2 separate regions of the Mus musculus genome follow, and region 1 is linked to region 2. Evidence: chromatin contacts called from public Micro-C data. All regions are on one chromosome and are shown on one strand. The core of a region is the stretch at or near the end of the contact, and the rest is flanking DNA. Distances in the headings are between cores, read along the strand shown. Region 1 holds the start of Gpr158 (G protein-coupled receptor 158). Region 2 holds the start of Arhgap21 (Rho GTPase activating protein 21).

Region 1 (5,643 bases), core at 845-3,344, 400 kb before region 2:
AAGTGGGCAGAGGCTACACCATAGTGGCAGATTCAAGGAACTCTCACTCCTTGTCTCTCTCTCTCTCTCTCTCTCTCTCTCTCTCTCTCTCTCTCTCTCTCTCTCTCACACACACACACACACACACACACACACACACACACACACACACACACACACCTGGTGCTCTTGACTCTGTCTGATGGGCCCAAAGTTCGGGGACACCACCATTAATCTTCTCCCCCTATGCTATGGAAGGATTGGGGCCAATTGCTATGTCCCCTGACCCTCCGCCACCACCACTGCACAGCAAGGAAAGGCTTTCCATGAGTGCCTAAAGTAGACAGACCCGGGCACTTCTCACCCCTCCCCACACGAGCTTGCCTCCGCATCCCTTAGTCTGAAGTTCAGTTCCAAGGCTGAAGACTTAAAGTCTCACTGGCAGACAAGTGTGCTTCCCCAGGATGGCCATTTACAAAACCAAAGGATGACTCTGCGTGTGCCCTTTCCAACCCTCTCCCTACCTGAATTCCGGGACCAGGTTAGGTTGAAGCCCGTAGAAGGCAGCAGAGAGCGTGACCAGCCACCCAGGCTTGTAACTCCCATTCTCGCACTCCAGATAAGGTGGGGACCACTTGACGTGGCTCCTGTCCCCTCCAAGCCCATCCCTGCGCCGCCAGCTGTGGCCTAGGCCCCGTGGCCCCTGATTGGAGCCACGGCGGTGCAAGTGGGGCCTCCACTTTCGCCGAAGCCCATGGAACCACTCGGTCTCTAGAGTGGCGTTAGCCAGGTGGTGAGCGGAGGAGGACAGGTCCTGCAGCAGGATGCGACTCTCCTCGCGGGTGGCCTGGAGGAAGACCTGCGGGGCGGGCGTGGACAGCGACTCGGTGCTGAAGGTGATGGCCGCCCGGGAGATGCTGGGCTCACCCTCCAGGAGACTTCGCACCAGAGCCTGGTACCACTGCAGGTCATCCTGCACGGTCTGTTCCCGAGACTTATTGCTCTGCAACATCATGTTGAGGAAGTTGGTGGCGTGTGTCAGAGTGTCCAGCGCCCCGTGCAAGGAAGGATGGGAGCTGGCTAGGGACGGTGACTTTCCCGGCAGGCCAGCCAACTCGTAGCGGCCTGAGCAGTTGGCTCTCTTCAGCTGGTGGAAGTCCCCAGTGTAGAGGTAAGAGGCCACGTCCACGGGCACCTCCTCGGCTAGTTTTTGTGCCAAGATGGTGCCGTCAGTGGAGCGGCTCCAGGGAATAGAGGGGTCTGGGGCAGAGGCTCGCGGCAGCTGCTGACCATGCTGCTTCCCCCTCGGAGTCCTCTCTCGAGGGGAATCTGGCCGTCCCGGAGGGTCGAGGCTGGCACCAACCTCTCCCAATCCCAGATGAGCGAGCAGGAGGCAGAAGAGTAAAGAGTAAGCCATGGCTCCCATCTGTCTAGCATAGAAGAGAGGCGATAACCGGAGGAGTCACTTTGTAAATTTTGGTCCTCAATTTATCATCAGTAAGACTTTTGAGGGGAGGCTTCCTTCTTCTCCAGGTGGCGCCCAGTCCAGATGGACTTTAAAATAAGAATGTTTTGAAATTGGCCCAGCTGGCTCAGCTGCCGTCACAGACCAAATCACCTGTGGCAATGCTGGCTGCGCCCGGCTCCACAATGGGTCGGCTCGGGATTACGCACCTCGCAGCCTTGAGCCAAACAGGTTACATCCCCAGCAGCTATAGTTAGCCCGCTTACGTCTTTCTGCTCAGCCGCTTCCACCGCCGCTCTCATTGAGGTGTGTTCAAGAGCTGATGCTGATGCTGCTGATGCAGCTGATGTTGCCACCGCGGCCACCAAAGATGCTGCTCCATCATCTCACCCTTGGCAGGTCGTTCCCGCCTCCCAGTTCTGGCCCCTCCTCGACCGCTTCGCCCGGAGATGGAAGCGCGCACACAGATCCAAGCCGCGAGCTCAGCGGCGAGTCCCAAGGAACCAAGGTTTTCTTTGAAGACGTTCGTGTGTCTGCAGTCCAGACAGCCAGGCAGCTGATTAACTAGAGCCTTTAGGTTTGGCCACAAACCACAGCGCTGCCTTTCTCTGCTCTCAGATGAAAGCAGTTTAAAGAGACAGCTTGGCCGCAACCAAACCCTTGTAGGGCGGCTTCAAGTCGTCTTGTGCCCTGTTTGGTCGGCGCCTCTGTCAATCAGCTGACTGCCATTTGTTGGCTGGGGCGGGAGCTGTCCAGTGCTGAACCCGAGGCGCACTGAGGAGGCGGAGGAGGAGGCGGCGGCGCTGTTTTCACCCACTCGTGTTCCCTGATGACTCGGAAACCTTCAGGGGTGGCAAGGAGTGGGTGGGAAATAGGGGAGAAGTGGCGCTTTTGGTGGTTGAAAGCGAAGGAAACTTGGACTACTGAGGAGGAGGAGGCTGTTGGCATCTTGCTTGCTTAGTAAAATCAGCCCTTTCTTTTGCCTGGAAAAGAGGGAGAAGAGAGTAGTTTTCATTTCTGACTGAAACTGGGGAGGAGGGAACGTAGGATGGAAATGTGTCCTTCTTAGCATCTGCTCATTTTTTAGGCAAATTATCAAATTCTCTTCCTTGTTTTTGGTTAAGAGAATGATTAAACCTGGCTTGCCAAGGATAGTCTTAGCTGTTAGAGAGTAATGGAGACGTCTACTGGCCGAGCTTCAAGGAAAAATAAATGTCATATTTAAAGATTCTCTTATTCGGGGCCAGAATGGAAGGGGAGCTCTGACAAAAAGGATGTGTGGAGAGGGGACATGATCAAGAATTGCGTGTTGTAGACTGTGAGAGAATGAGGATGCAAAACAGTGAATCTGTGGTGTGTGGGATAAAAAGTCACTGTCAGTGAGTTGCTGGAATTCATGAAAAACATCTCAGACTTCAAGGAAGGGCTCCAGAGATGTGCCAGCTCCAGAAAGAATTGGGAGAGCCCCTAAGCTCTCAAAGCTTCCTGTGGCATTTCCCTGTTGAATCTGCACTTTCTAAATGTGCCTCCACTTTTGAATTCCTCAAGAAGACACATGCAGAAAATCCCAGGTTTATTTTAGTCCCCAACTAACAAAGATGTCACTCATGCCAGTCCAAGATAGACTTACTGTACTATGTCATTTTGTTCTAGCAAAAAATACCTTAGGCTATTCTGTGTTTCTAGCATTGTAAACTGATATGTAAAGAAAAATAATTTGTTTAGCTCTTAGTTTTGTACAGTGGGTGTCCAAGATCAGGTAGTCCCTGATTTGGGAGACTGGTAATGGCCTTCTGAAGACAGTATGATGCTCAGAAATATATTGGAGAGAGAGAGAGAGAGAGAGAGAGAGAGAGAGAGAGAGAGAGAGAGAGAAAGAGAGAGAGAGAGGGGTCAATTGGCATGATGACAAACATCAAGTGAAGGGCTAAACAGGGTTTTTAATGACTTACTAACTCTCAGCATGAAGCATTAATCCACCAGTGAGAACAGAGCCCCCACAAACCAATTGCCTTCTATTTCTACTAGATCCCATCCCTTAAAATTTTACCATATTAACACCTCACACTGAAAACAAAGCTTCTAATGAAGGAACCTTTGGAGCATGTACTGGCTAGTTTTGTGTCAACTTGACACAGCTGGAGTTATCACAGAGAAAGGAGCTTCAGTTGAGGAAATGCCTCAATGAGATCCAACTGTAAGGCATTTCCTCAATTAGTGATCAAGGGGGAAAGGCCCCTTGTGGGTGGGACCTGCCCTGGGCTGGTAGTCTTGGGTTCTATAAGAGAGCAGGCTGAGCAAGCCGGGAGAAGCAAGCCAGTAAGGAACATCCCTCCATGGCCTCTGCATCAGCTCCTGCTTCCTGACCTGCTTGAGTTCCAGTCCTGACTTCCTTGGTGATGAACTGCAATATGAAAGTGTAAGCTGAATAAACCCTTTCCTCCCCAACTTGCTTCTTGGTCATGGTGTTTGTGCAGGAATAGAAACCCTGACTAAGACAGAGCACTATCCAAATCAAGTAATAGCAATATCTAAGTGCTGGGATGTACGAGACAAAACACCATGGTCATGGTGGTACATTGAATATCTAGAACACTGCTGGCACAGAGTAGGCTCTCATTATACACTTGATAATTAATGAATGAATGAGAAGATGATGAATTTAATTATTCTTTTCTCATGAGAAGAATTCTGCTCAGTGAGCCAGGGATGAAGGCTTTTGGAATAGGAGTTAGCAACCAGTTTTCTCAGCTGCTGTACATGGTTTCCAAGAAAAATTTTACAACTATGCAAAAAATAGTTATTTGACTTGTATTTACTTATAAGTAACTTCTGTGTTCATATCTGTCCTAGTAAGGAGTACTATTGCTATGATAAAACACCATGACTAAAAGCAAGTTTTGGAGGAAATAGATTATTTGGCTTACACTTCTACATCATAATCCATTATCAAACAAAGACAGGAAGGAACTAAAACAGGGCAGGAACCTGATGCACAAGCTGATGCAGAGGTCATGTAGGAATGCTGTTTACTGGCTTCCTCTTCTTGGCTTGCTTAGCCTGCTTTCTTATGGAACCCATGACCATCAATCTGCCCAGGGATGGCACCTCTACAGTGGTTTGGGCCTTCTCATATCAATCACTAATTAAGGAAATACTGGCTTGCCTATAAGCTAATACTACAGAAGGACTTTCTCATTTGAGATTCCCTCTTCTCTGATAGTTGTAGCCTGTGGGAGGTTGACATCAAACTAGCCAGCATAATATCTGAGTTTTTGCTTAAATTTTGCTTTGAAACACATACTCTTATGCTAAGTAGAAGTAACTTCAGTTTATTAGTCTGTTATATCACATGTGGCAATAATTACACATAGAGTTTCTCTTGAATTTATCATAATATTCCATGTTTTTGCATTTATTTAACTATCTAAAGACTTAAGTGTAATATCCTCAGTGACTATTTTAGAAAACCTGTAAAACTTATTTAAAATTCTTTAGGCACCTTGCCCGCCAGAGAGGTGGCTGCCTGGGAGGGCTCTGGCCTCCAGAGCAGGCGAGGGAGCCATCTTGTGTCCGGGGTCCCTCTGAGACCAGTCTGCTCAGGTGAGAGTGCAGACTGCAGAAGCAACACAGCTTCTGGAACAGGCAGAAGTGACACAACTGCTGGGACAGACCCCGTTTAGGGTTCCAAACATCCTGGCATCTTCCCCTCCAGAAAAGAGGTGGCCGCCTGGGAGGGCTTTGAACTCCAGAGCTGCTGAGGGAGCCATCTTGTGTCCCAGGTCCCTCTGAGACCAGTGTGTGCAGGTGAGAGTTCGGACTGCAGAAGTGACACAACTTCTGGAACAGACCCTGTTTTGGACTGCAGATATCCGGGCACCTTCCCCGCCAGAGGAGAGGTGACCACCCAGGAGGGAATCTGACCTCCAGAACAGGTAAGGGAGCCATCTTGTCTCCTGAGTCGCTCTGAAACCAGTTTCCATAGGTCAGCTCACAGATTGTGGAGAGTGAGCAAGCTGACTACATAAGCAACACAGCTTCTGGGAAAGGCAGAAGCAACACAGCTTCTGGGACAGACCCCCGTTTAGGCCTCCAGACATCTGGGCACCTTCTCCGCCAGAGGAGAGGTGACCACCTGGGAGGGCTCTGACCACCTAAGCAGGTGAGGGAGCCATCTTGGGTCCTGGGTCCCTTAAAGA
Region 2 (5,785 bases), core at 1,527-4,026:
GTGAACTTTTCCCTAAGCCCACCAGGGATAAACTGTTTGAATGTTATATTTCTATTCAGTTTTTGCTGCTTTACCCAACGGCAGGGTATACCTAGATCTGCCATCGACCTGCATGCTGCTACTCAGTAAATCACAAATATACAGTAGTAGGCTCTGTTTTCATTTATTTATTATTTATCACCCTGGCTATTGGTTAATTTGGTTAGGGGCAGTCACACCTTACATATTTCATGGCTACTGCAAAAAAAAAAAAAAAAAAAAAAAAAAAGATCTAGTTAATTTCTCTCCTCTAAATGTCAGGTTCTGGTGGTAAATTCTGCCTGGATTTGGTTGTAAATTCTGTCTGCCCTCTTTCACTGTAAGGAACAATAAAGTGAGGTTCAGTTTCTTCTTTATCAGCTCCTGAGTGCTCTTTCAAAAACCTCCACAAGAAACAGGACCCTAGGCGATGGGTGTGGAAAGGAGGAGGAGTCTTTAGAAGGCAATTGTAGCAAAGATGAAAAAGGTAACACGTTCCACAGCATCTTGGTTTTTGTTCTGTTCTCTCAGGATGGTGGCAGACACAAAAGCTGTCAATGAGGATCGAAAGGACCCTCAACAGCATCAGCAGGGCAGAGACCTGGAGGGGGGGTGTGCATAAGACGGGGAGAGGACAGGGGTGGGGTGGTGAAGAGGTGCCAAGCACTATCCCCAGAGCTAGAGGCTCCTCTAGGGATCAGAGCTGGTGAGCCACCTCCCGAGATGGAGTGGGAAGGGGAGGCTGAGGGGCGGGGTAGAAGGCTTGAGCGGTAGCCCTTGATTGGGTCGCATACTGTCGTAGCGTCACCGGATTGGACGGTTTGCAGCGGGAGATGTTATGAGGTGCAACAGGGCGGAGCCAGCCGTTCGGGTCAGAGCCCAGGCCCGGGAGTGGGCTGTGGAGCGGCTGCCACGGGGCTGGCGGCTTAACTAGTGACGGGAGCGTGGGGAAAGCCCAGCCACCGCCGCTCGGTTCCGCTAGCCGCGCCTAATCGCTCAGCCGCCCTGCAGGTTTTAAAAAAAAAAAAACAAGAAAAAAATTCTGAATGACTCGTAACCGCCACCACCCAGTCCCTGCTTACCGCAGGAAGCTACCTTGCAGTGCGGCGGGCAGGGACACTCCCTTATCTGGAAGCTCCACATCCCGTAGCTTCTCGCCCCACCCGCTGCAAAAAAGGGGCCGCCGTCCCCCAAGACCTGTCCGGCAGACAGCTGCAGGGATGTGCTCGCTCCCGGAGCGGCGCTCGGGAAGCAGCCGGAGTTGTGTGCCCAGCGTCGGGGTGCGGGGACGAAAGAGCTAGCGGGTGCCCAGGTTGTAGGGGGCCTGGCGAGCACCACCCCTGTCCCGGCCCGTCTTCCTCCTCTAGCTTGGCTCCCGGGGCCGGGTGACTGCAGACCGAAAACTCCTCGCCCCGGAGCGTCCCCCGGGAGGGGAGGGGAAGGAGGTGGGGTAGAAGGAGGTGGATCCAGAAGGAAGGCGCGAGCAGTCCGCCCCCGGGAAGCAGCTCGCGCGCCCGCCGGCCCGGCCAGTCTCGCGCTCGGCGATCGCGGGCGCGGGAGCGTGGGGCCCCGGCCGGCCCGGCCAGGCTTGAGTGCGGCGGCCGCCGCCCCGCCCCACGCCCTCCCGCGGCGCCCAGAGCCCGAGGCTGGCCGGGGCAGGTCGCGGCGCTGCCTGGGAGCCGACCCTTAACCCGCGTTCTCCGTTGCGTGGCCGCTCCTCTCACCGCCTGGGGCTGAAGCGCGGGCCCGCGGAGGCCGCGCCCGCGTGTGTGCAGCGAGGGAGGCCGGGGCACAAAGGCGAGCGGCGGGCGCCGGGGTCCGGCGGGCTGCGGAGGAGGGGCGGCGCCTCATGAATATTAACCGAGCCGCGGCCTAGCGCGCCCCGCCGCGGGCCGAGCTGCCGAGCGGAGCCCTTGCTTCCCGCACGCGCCCCGGCCGCGCTTCCCGGGAGCCCGCGCCGGCGACCCGCCTCAGGAAGGGGCGGAGGAAATAGTGGTAGGTGGGTGGTTTGCTCGTCGCTTTCCCCTCTGCTTCAGGTGGCCGGCGGGGAGGGCGAGCCGGGCTCGGGGGTGGGGGGCCGTAGCCGGGAGCTGAGAGTTGCCGGGGCCGCGGCTCTTCCGAAGCATGCTAGGGATCCGGAGCGGGAGCGGGAGCGGCGCCGCGTCCCACCCGCGGCCGCACGCCTCCCCACCCATCCCCGCCGCGGGCCAAGGAAAACAGCCGTCTCCTTGGGGGCGCGGGCCGGGGCGCAGGGCAGGCTGCCACGGCCGGCCGGAGTCACCCGCGGCCCGGGCGGCCGCCGCCACAGACGCCGCCGAGCCCACGCCCGCCCTGGTCCGAGCTGGCTTTTTGTTTGTTTGTTGGGGAGTTGTAGGGCGTCTGCGAGTCTAACCCGGTGCGGAGAAAACTTCGCTTAAGAGTAGGTGTCCGGGTGCTGCAGAATGAGCCCACTGCCTCGGCGTTGCCCAGGAAATGCAGCACTTGAATCGGGATTTTTTCTCCCCCCTTCTCGAAGGCTTCATAGCAGCCAGGCGTGTTTGACATAGCCACCGGGGCAGTTCTGAGGTCTCGTTCTCTTTCTCTAACCGACCTTCAGGCGTTTTCCTTCTTTTTTAATTGTTGCATGAGAGGATTCACCTTAGTAGACTTTACTTCTTCGTATTGTGGGAGAGGGGGAGCTTGGTCCGGGCTTGTGGCAAGGCTAAAGATCGGCGCCTGGGGAAAGTTCATGTCCTTCATTAACTTCTCCCTGTTCCAGGAAGGCTCTCCGAAAGCTGATTTTTCTCTGGCCTCCGAGTAACACCGCCTGGAAGCGGACCTCTTCTCTCTGCACTTGGCTTCCACCCTACCTGCCAAGGAAACCTGTCGCCCTTGAACTTTAAGACTGGAGAAATGAAGAGGGCTAAGTCTGTTGAAGAAGGTATTTGAAGGGGCTTCCTGCAAATCGTTTTTTTGACCAGTCCTTCATCGCCTCAGAATCTGCTGTGGAATTGCTTCCCGTTTGGTGTGTGGTGGCACTTCTCCAATGTGGACTCCAAAGGATTTGTCCCTTTACAATTTGAAATGAAATGATGGCCACACATTGGACTGGTCTGCCTGAGGAAGATGGTGACAAACTCAAGGCCTGTGGGGCGGCCTCTGCCTGTGAGGTAAGCCAGCTAGCTGGGCGGTGGCTCATGTCTGTGAGCGTGCTGAGAGTACGGGGTCGTCTGCCATTGAGTCGGTCGGTCAGCTGTTTGGTGGCAGCGCCCCAGTTGACCTGGAGGGAGGTGAAACCTGGCCTAGGACTGTTTCTAGGGACTTTAGCGATTAATTAGCAGGGGCAAGTCTGTCTTACATGCCAGAATCCTGGTTACCCTTCTGAGCAGGGGGCAGTCTTCCATGTCTTCCCGAGAAGCCTGAGACCAGTAATATTCAGCATCCATTTTTCCTCCAGTGTTTTGGACACTGGTCAGCTTGGGGCTGGCTTTATGTAACTCTTGTGTGTGTTACATCCTCTGTGGCGAGGGCAGGTGGTACTCTTTGGTGCGGCCGGAATCCAATGTTTTCGACTCAGATGGGAAGGGATCCTGGTTCCTAGTGGTGCCTATAGCAGCTTTGGGTGGGAATCGAAGGCTTCCATGGACGGTTTAGACTCAGTCTTGGAAAACACCTGTGGTGTTGAAATTCCAACCTCCTGGAAATCTTCTGGCTTTGCTGTTCTTTTATTAAGCTCAGTTGGCCCGTATACCGCTGCACGGTTCTGTGGGCTCTTGTGGGTGGCAGGTGCCTTTCACTGAAGTGCAGAGAACGGCTGGCTGAGAAGTTACTTAGGGCTTGTAAAAAAAAAAAAATTTTTTTTTTTTTTTTTGAGCCACCCGAACAGAATTTGTAGAAAATCTGTTCACTTTTGGCATCACTTGCTCTGGTGTCTTTTATTCCTTTATTCCTTGATTTTGAGCTGGTGTACGTGGAGTTTATGTTATGGTTCTATCGTATTTACTTTGTTTTATATAGTTCCTGTAATTTGCTTGTTAAAGGTGCTGAACGTTGTTGTTCTCTATTGAGACGACAGTGATGGCAGTAGCCACATCTCCAGTGAGCCCGCCCTCCTGAGCTCACTATTTCTTTGCCTCTGTTGTAAATTTTTCTCTTCATGGTCTTTGGAACATGGCTAGTGCTAAACATGTGGATTTGGACATTTTGTTAAATTTTGGCTAAGAAAACGTGCAGAAAATTTGCTTCACAGTTTACTTCACTTGGGGATAGAAAGTTTGTGTGGTGGGGGCTTTTTGTGTGTTGCTACAGTTTATTGGACAGAGCCTCAGGTTTACAGCAATAATTAGTTTTCTACTTTTTGATATCAGTAAACACCTGCTTGCAGGTAAAGCATGATTAAGTCTTGACACCACAATCCTCTGATCACAGTAAACCATAATGACGCCTTTTGGAAGACCTACCTACAGCCTGGTGATTGCTTAATGGGTATTGCTGTTACATAATAATATATGCTGTGGTCCTAAAACCTTATTTGTCATTGTCTTGTGAACACTTTAATTAGCATGCTGCTTGCATTGTATTTGCAAGAACTAACGTTTATTTGATAATATATGTGTGTATGTTGTTATTGTTTAAGGGTTGCTCTCAAACCAAGAACGTAGACTCATCTTGTACTTGACTAGAAAGCGGTGTGTACTTACAGCTAGTTTCCTACTGGTTGATTGATAGTGGCAGTATTTAAAGGCTATGAAATATGTTTTCATTTGGGCACGTTGCTTGTATGGCTATTGTTTCTAGTTAGGAGTGAAAAAAACAACATTGACTGTACTTTGCTCATTTAAAGATTAATTGAATTTGGTATTAAATTAATATGTTTTGACTTTATAAAGACTAGTCTTAGATTCTTTGTGCTTCAGAAAACATTTGCAAACTGGCAGGTGGCAAGTGGAGGGGGGCGGTGATATTAGTGCCTTTGGTTAGCTGTGATGTGGGTTTCTCTCTGATCTGGGAACAGATTGTGACTATTTTTGAGCTAGAAAGGGAGTTGCCATAATTTGGTTTGATAAATATTTGTTATTGAACACTTTGTTTTTAGTTTTATTGGAAGTACTGTATTCTGTAATACTGTCATTCGACAGTTAAGGAAATGAACACAAAGAAGAAACAGTAGGGATATTAATGTATCTGAATAATAAATTGATATATATTCTTTTTTGTTTTGTTTTGTTTTTGTTTTTGCTTTTTTTTTTTTTTTTTTTTTTGAGACAGGGTTTCTCTGTGTAGTCCTGGCTGTCCTGGAACTCACTCTGTAGATCAGGCTGGCTTTGAACTCAGAAATCTGCCTGCCTCTGCCTCCCAAGTGCAGGGATTAAAGGTGTGTGCCACCACCGCCCGGCTTGTATATTCTTAATTAATCAGGAAACAAATGCATAGGTCTTGGTTTTAGTGCTGTTTGTCAATTGACCAAAATGCCTAACTTTGTGAGACAGAAAATTTAGTAATTGAATTGGCATTTCTTTCATGCCTTATCTAATTAGCTCATTTTGTCTTCTGTGGATAAGGTCAGTTGCTTTGCTTAAAACGGAGATTTCATGTGTTTAAATCATCCATTTGTGTTGATAAGTATATTAATTTAGGTACCATTCCTCAGGACTATATTGGAAGAACAAACAGCAGATAAACAATAGCTTTCATAATAATTCAGACAGTGTCTTGGCATCATACAGTCAGGACATCAGATTGTGTTCAGACAAACTTACTCTTTACATCTAAATGCCATTCCCCTTCT

What was found. Hi-C and Micro-C count contacts between places; a contact is called where the count stands out from the background.
Region 1: a Micro-C map of embryonic stem cells shows a contact between it and region 2, with 4 times the contacts expected there. The contact joins the promoter of Gpr158 here to the promoter of Arhgap21 in region 2. A contact is called at or near these places in 3 of 484 Hi-C or Micro-C datasets (cortical neurons and embryonic stem cells).

What each region holds. Positions count from the first base shown.
Region 1 is chr2:21,364,018-21,369,660 of GRCm38.p6, reverse strand. It overlaps Gpr158 (G protein-coupled receptor 158), which reads right to left and starts at 2,094. Exons shown (of 11, transcript NM_001004761.1): 1 at 504-2,094. The coding sequence starts at 1,405.
Region 2 is chr2:20,964,712-20,970,496 of GRCm38.p6, reverse strand. Arhgap21 (Rho GTPase activating protein 21) reads left to right here and starts at 2,776. Exons shown (of 24, transcript NM_001081364.3): 1 at 2,776-3,167. The coding sequence starts at 3,087. It overlaps Gm13375 (predicted gene 13375), which reads right to left and starts at 1,623. Exons shown (of 2, transcript NR_033225.1): 1 at 1,114-1,623; 2 at 149-1,023.